Regions from separate parts of the Callithrix jacchus genome. Here region 1 is linked to region 2. Evidence: chromatin contacts called from public Hi-C data. All regions are on one chromosome and are shown on one strand. Each heading gives the region's core, a stretch centred on a gene start, on an enhancer-like site or on the middle of the called end of the contact. The rest is flanking DNA. Distances are from core to core; before and after follow the strand shown.

The links. Hi-C and Micro-C count contacts between places; a contact is called where the count stands out from the background.
Region 1: a Hi-C map of skeletal muscle shows a contact between it and region 2, with 7 times the contacts expected there. The contact joins two enhancer-like sites. A contact is called at or near these places in 3 of 3 Hi-C or Micro-C datasets (induced pluripotent stem cells and skeletal muscle).

What each region holds. Positions count from the first base shown.
Region 1 is chr1:196,115,708-196,118,650 of calJac240_pri, forward strand. It overlaps KIAA1671 (KIAA1671 ortholog), which reads left to right. Exons shown (of 13, transcript XM_078336626.1): 7 at 2,168-2,286. Among named protein-coding and RNA genes, the nearest start is that of CRYBB3, 28 kb to the right of the region's middle. Within about 2 kb of position 1,389, at least 3 of the 16 cell types and tissues checked have an H3K27ac peak or open chromatin away from gene starts, as enhancers often do. A contact at or near this core is called in skeletal muscle, where this site is marked.
Region 2 is chr1:196,025,986-196,028,969 of calJac240_pri, forward strand. The region is part of intron 6 of KIAA1671 (KIAA1671 ortholog); the gene reads left to right. Among named protein-coding and RNA genes, the nearest start is that of CRYBB3, 120 kb to the right of the region's middle. Within about 2 kb of position 1,671, at least 1 of the 16 cell types and tissues checked has an H3K27ac peak or open chromatin away from gene starts, as enhancers often do. A contact at or near this core is called in skeletal muscle, where this site is marked.

The DNA.
Region 1 (2,943 bases), core at 139-2,638, 89 kb after region 2:
TAGATGCTCAGTAAATATCTGTTGTTTAAATAACTTATGTGTCACATTCTGCCTGGTACACTTGATTAGTCATCCAGGGTATACAGTGGTGGCTCATGCCTGTAATCCCAGCACTTTGGAAGGGTGAAGTGGGTGGATCACCTGAGGTCAGGAGTTCGAGACCAGCCTGGCCAATGTGGCAAAACCCTGTCTCCACTAAAAACGCAAACAAATCAGCTAGGCATGGTGGTGTGTGCCTGTAATCCCAGCTACTCAGGAGGCTGAGGCAAGAAAAATGCTTGAACTCGGGAGGTGGAGGTTGCAGTGAGCCGAGATTGCGCCACTGCACTCCAGCCTGGGAGACAGCGGGACTCCATCTCAAAAACAAAACAAAAGCTTAGGGAGGGGATGTCACCGCAAGTTGCAATATCTTTGGGTGAGAAGGATGGATAGGAAGGTGGGAAGGCACAAACAAAGCCGCAGAGGCCAGGAGTGTGTAAGACTTGCGTGGGATACGGTGTGAGGTGAGCCAGAGAGTGGGACAGAGAGTTTATTTGGAGCAAGGGTTGGGGATGGGATCAGACAGGAAATGTGGGGGCTTGCTTGCAAGGGGCCTTGGATTTCTGCCGGAGGACAGTAGGGATCCCTGGAAGGTTTTTGAGCAGGAGATGATCGGAAGCATATTCTGGGAGGATGTACCTCCTGCTCTCCCATGGAACAGAACAGAAGGGGTAAAGATGAGCCCTGTTTGTCTTTCTGGGCCAGTCGCACGTCCTAACCCCTATCTCCAAATTCCTCACCAAAAGACAGCAACTAAGGCCAGGCATGGCGGCTTACACCAGTAACTGCAACACTTTGAGAGGCTGAGGCAGGAGGGAGCCCAGGAGTTTAAGACCAGCTTGGGCAACGTGGCAAGACCCCATCTCTAAAAAAAAATGTTTTTTAAATAGCTGGGCGTGGTAGTGTACACTTTTGCTCCCAACTACTTGGGAGTCTCAGGCAGGAGGATCACTTGAGCTCTGGAGGCTGAGGCTGCAGTGAGCTGTGATTGCGCCACTGCACAGAGTAAAGACCCTGTCTCAAAACAAAACAAAAGTCGGTGACTGAGCGCATCATTCAAAGCTCAGGCAACCAAGGCCATCTCAATCATCAGTGTGCCCACAGCCAGTCCAAGAATCGGACTTCGCTTTTGTCCTGAATGCTCCAGCTTCTCCCCACTCAACAAAGCACAAGCCTAATGGCAGCCACTTTGGTGGCCACATCACAGGGAATGGCCTATTAATTTGGGAAGCAGACAAATGAAGGTCGTTTAATGGGGATTGATGACCTGTCCACTGTGTGCCAGGCACTTGGCTTGGCCCTGTGGTCAGTTCTGTGCCAATCAGCACTCTTGCATTCTGCCTGCTCGCTCTGAGGACTCAGGCCAAGGGCCGAGACCTGCCCTGCCTTCCTTCTCCAAGGACCCAGGCTGAGGCCTGAGACCAGCAACAGACCAGGCAGAAACAGCCCGAAGGATTGATATGGCCTGAAGCGCAGTGGTTTGGACCTAGGGGTTGAATTCCACTTCACCAGCTGTTGACTGGTGATTTGATTTGTGGCATGTGATTTCATGCTTCTAAAAATGGGGATCATACTAAGATCCACCCCATGGGATTGTCGAGGGACTGTAGTTCAGCCAGATGATCTCATGTCCAGAGATCAGCCCAATGCCTGTCCCAAGTTTGGTGCCCCACGGATGCTGTGTCTGGGGATGCGGGTGGGAAACACCGTGGTGGTAGGAACCTGGCCAGGTGGGGGCATGGAGGTACCCTAGCCAGAGCCATGAGTTGGGTAACGCTGAAGGTGGAGAGAAGTGTGGCTAGCCTGTCCTGTGCAGAGGAGACAGGGCCATTGAGGAGGGGCCAGGAGGTGCCCTGGCTCTCCATGCCAGATAGGGTGACCACTTCATCCCAGTGTGCCCACTTTTAGCCCTGAAAGTCCCACATCCTGTGATATCTTGGACAAACCAGGACAATTCATCACCCTAGTGCCCAGCCAAGATGTCTGGCTCCACCTAAGAGGGCAACAGGGAGCTGGGAGCTGGGATGAGTTTGAGCTGGGGGCCATGCATCATGATTTGTGGTCAGCTGGGACGGGGGTTCTGGGCACTTTTCCTGGTAGAAATCTCATCTCTGGCTTGTCTTTGCAGGACCAGCTGAAGCAGTGTTTCTCCCGGAGGCCCACTGAAGCCAAGGACACTGATACCCTTGTGCACGAAGCTGACAGCCAGTATGGGACGTGGACAGAGCAGCACCAGAGTGGGGAGAGGTATGACACGTGCGGCGGGATGCTGGCTGCAAGGGGGCGTCTGGGCTGGAGTTGCTGCAGCCCACCGGCCTCCTGATTTCTATGTTGCTAGAGCCGCAGATCTATAATTATCAGAGGAAACCATTCTTGTTTTAAAAAAGAAATTTAGGAAGAACAAAAATATAATGATAAAGATGATGGGCCAGGCTATTTAGGAAGTACAAAAAGTTAATAAGATGATGGGTGGTGGCTCACGCCTATAATCCCAGCACTTTGGGAGGCCGAGGCAGGTGGATTGCCTGAGCTCAGGAGTTCAAGACCAGCCTGGGCAACACAGTGAAACCCCGTCTCTACTAAAATAGAAAAAATTAGCAGGGCATGGCGGCATGTACCTGTAATCCTAGCTACTTGGTTGGCTGAAGCAGGAGAATTGCCTGAACCTGGGAGGCAGAGGTTGCAGTGAGCCAAGATTGTGCCACTGCACTCCAGCCTGGGCGACAGAGCGAGACTCTGTCTCCCCGCCCCCCCCCAAAAAGAAAAAAAGATTATGGGTCAGGTGCAGTGGTCATGCCTGTAGTCCCAGCATTTTAAGAACCCCAGCCGGCAGATCACTTGAGGCCAGGAGTTTGAGACCAGCCTGGCCAATATGGCAAAACCCTGTCTCTACTAAAAATACAA
Region 2 (2,984 bases), core at 421-2,920:
TGTTTTTTAATAGCCAAGTGCAGTGGTGTATGCCTGTAATCTCAGATATTCAGGAGGCTGGGCAGGAGGATCACCTGAACCCAAGAGTTCGAGGCTGCAGTAAGCTATGCTTGTACCACTGCTCCCCAGCCCAGGAGACAGAGCAAGACCCTGTCTCAAAAAAAAGTAAAAAATACAAATAGATGTGGGCTGATGGGCTACCCTGCTGACCTGACATGTAGAAGGCTATCGTGGGGACACATGTTCGTGAGCCTTATCATGGTGTCTGGCGTTCCACACACATGCCATAAGCAATTGCTGTTGCCATTGTCATCTTCATGATCAGCTTCTGGATCTCAGATCTTGGTGGCTTCAGTTTGTGCCAAGGGTCTGGTTTGGCTCTGTCTTGGCAGTGTCTGTGGCTGAAATAGAAGAACTGACTATTTCTGTGCTGTCTGAGTTGGGCCTGAGGTTTGGGCCACGGGACAGTTTCATCATGAGAGCATTTCATCGGACTGGAGCCGTGGCTGCCTTTTTAGGCCCAGTCGTGGAGGGGAGAATGGGCTTGGAGTCAGTCTCTCCTGCTTCTGATCCATACTGGGCCACTTACTAATAGTGCATGAGGCCTCGAGCAAATCTCTTAGCCCTCCCAGAAACTCAGTTTTGCCATCTGTGGAGTGGAAATAATGATAGCAACTTCCTCGTGGGATGGCCTGAGGACTCAGCGAGGTGATGCAAACAAAGCCGGGCATACAGTAGGTGCTGAATAAGTGGTGGCAGCCGATGCTGGTGCTAGATACCCGATGGGTCCTTGGTTCAGTTCAGTCACATGCACTGGGCTGTGTTCTCAGGGTTTGGGGTACATCAGTGCATGAGACAGTCATTATCCCTGCCCCAGGGACTAACACTCTTTTTTTCTTCCTGAGATGGAGTTTCACTCTGTTGCCCAGGCTGGAGTGCAGTGGTGCAATGTCAACTCACTGCAACCTCCACCTCCTGGGTTCAAACGATTCTCCTACCTCAGCCTCCTGAGTAGCTGGGATTATAGGCACCCACCAACACACCTGGCTAATTTTTAGTAGAGATGGGGTTTCACCATGTTGGCCAGGCTAGTCTCAAACTCACAACCTCAGGTAGTCTGCCCACCTTGGCTTTCCAAAGTGCTGGGATTACAGGTGTGAGCCACTGCGCCCAGCCAGGGACTAACATTCTAGTGGGGTGTTCAGGCAATCAGCAATGGGCATGATATGTAAGGACATTGTATAGCATGTCAGGAGGTGGGATGTGCTGGGGAGAGGGAGAAGGAACCAGGTAAGAAGCTTTTGGAGGGCTTGGGTTTGTGGGGCCTCGCCCTCTCTAAGAAGGTGACATTTGAACAGAGACTTTGGAAGCAGGGAGAGACTAGGCCAGGGGAGCTTGGTGGGGAACAGGAATAGTCAGTGCAAAAGCTTTAAGGCCCAAGCATGCAAAGGCACATTTGCAGACAGGAGGGATGCCAGGGTGGCCGCAGCAGGCGGGGTGAGAGGAGAGAGTGAGCAGGGAGGGCAGGGAAGTGACACAGCCTGAGCATGACGGGCCTTGTAGTCACTCTAAGGACTGTGCCTTGTGCTGGAGGGCATCAGAGCCATGGGGATGTGTCCCTTTGCATAGGACTGACACAGCCCAACTGGGCCTTTGAGCGGGTCCCTCTGGCTGTCAGGTGGGGAACAGACTCAAGTAGGGGGGCCAGTAAGGACCCACTGCAGTTGCTCAGGTGGGAGATGACGGCCACTCAGACCAGGGGCAGGAGGAGGGGAGAAGTGGGCAGGTTATGGGTGTAGTGGGAAGGTTGAGCTCCAGGGTGTGCTCATGGATTGGACGTGGGATGGGAAAGACGTGAGTCATGGATAACATTGAGAGTTTGCCATCTGCTAAAACCTGGCGCTGGCCTCAGCTTTCATTAGGAAAATTGCAGGGTAGAGGGTCTTGGGGACAGATCAGGACCCGAGTTTGCACTTGTTGGTTGAGTTTGAAGTGTTGACTAGACATCTGGTGTTGGTATTCATTCTCCTCCTCCTCCCATACCTCTCCTTCCCCATCTGTAGAATGGGAAGGGTCACTCATGCCCTGCCCGTATTGGTGAGAGGAAAAATTTAAAGGATTAAAACACCAAGCTCTGTGGTGAAATCCTTCAGCCCCTTGGAAAATCCTCACCATTTCTGAGCTCTAGGAAGGGGCACCCAGAACCTTTGGAGCAGAAGGCCCTGCTCATATCCACTGGAGAGCTTGAGAATTCAGCTGGGCCTGGGCCAGCTCCCCTTGGCACCTCCCTCACTGTGACAGTTTCAGACTCTTGGCTTTTTATTTATTTATATTTTTTAGGGACAGGGTCTGGCTCTCTCACCCAGGTTGTGCTGCTGGGGTATAATCCTAGCTCAGTAAAGCCTCGAACACCTGGGCTCAAGGGATCCTCCCACCTTGGGTTCCCAAAGAGGGGGCGGTTACGGGGATGAACCATCACACCTGGCCAATTTCAGACTCTTTGTGTGCCTGTCACTGCTCCTCCAAGCAGGACCACTGCCCTGCCTTTTAGTCCACAGAGTCCTTGCCATATGTAAAATAGATTGCTTTTTTACAAAAATGAAGAGAGCCATCTGGTAACAATGGGTCCCCAAGCCTAGACTTCCACTTCCTGGTTCTTGATGGTCCTCAGTCCTGAGAGGCTAAAGTGAACCCCACTCTCAGATGGAGGTCTTGGAGGCCCCGGCCCTAGCTGTTTCAAAGCAGTCATTGCTGGGTATCAGACATTCCAGGGCTTAGAGCAGTCAGAAGGGGCATGCCAATCTAGACTGCTGAAAGGAACCATCAGTGCAAGGCAGAAGCTTGGGAGCGCTGGGCCTGTGGGCAGAATACTTCTGCGAGCCAGGATTCCAGGATGCAAGTGCTCTGTGACCCTGAGCAACTGTTGGCCCTAACTGGGCCTTAGTTTCCCTGTAGGTATAATGAAAGATTGGACTGGAGTCTCC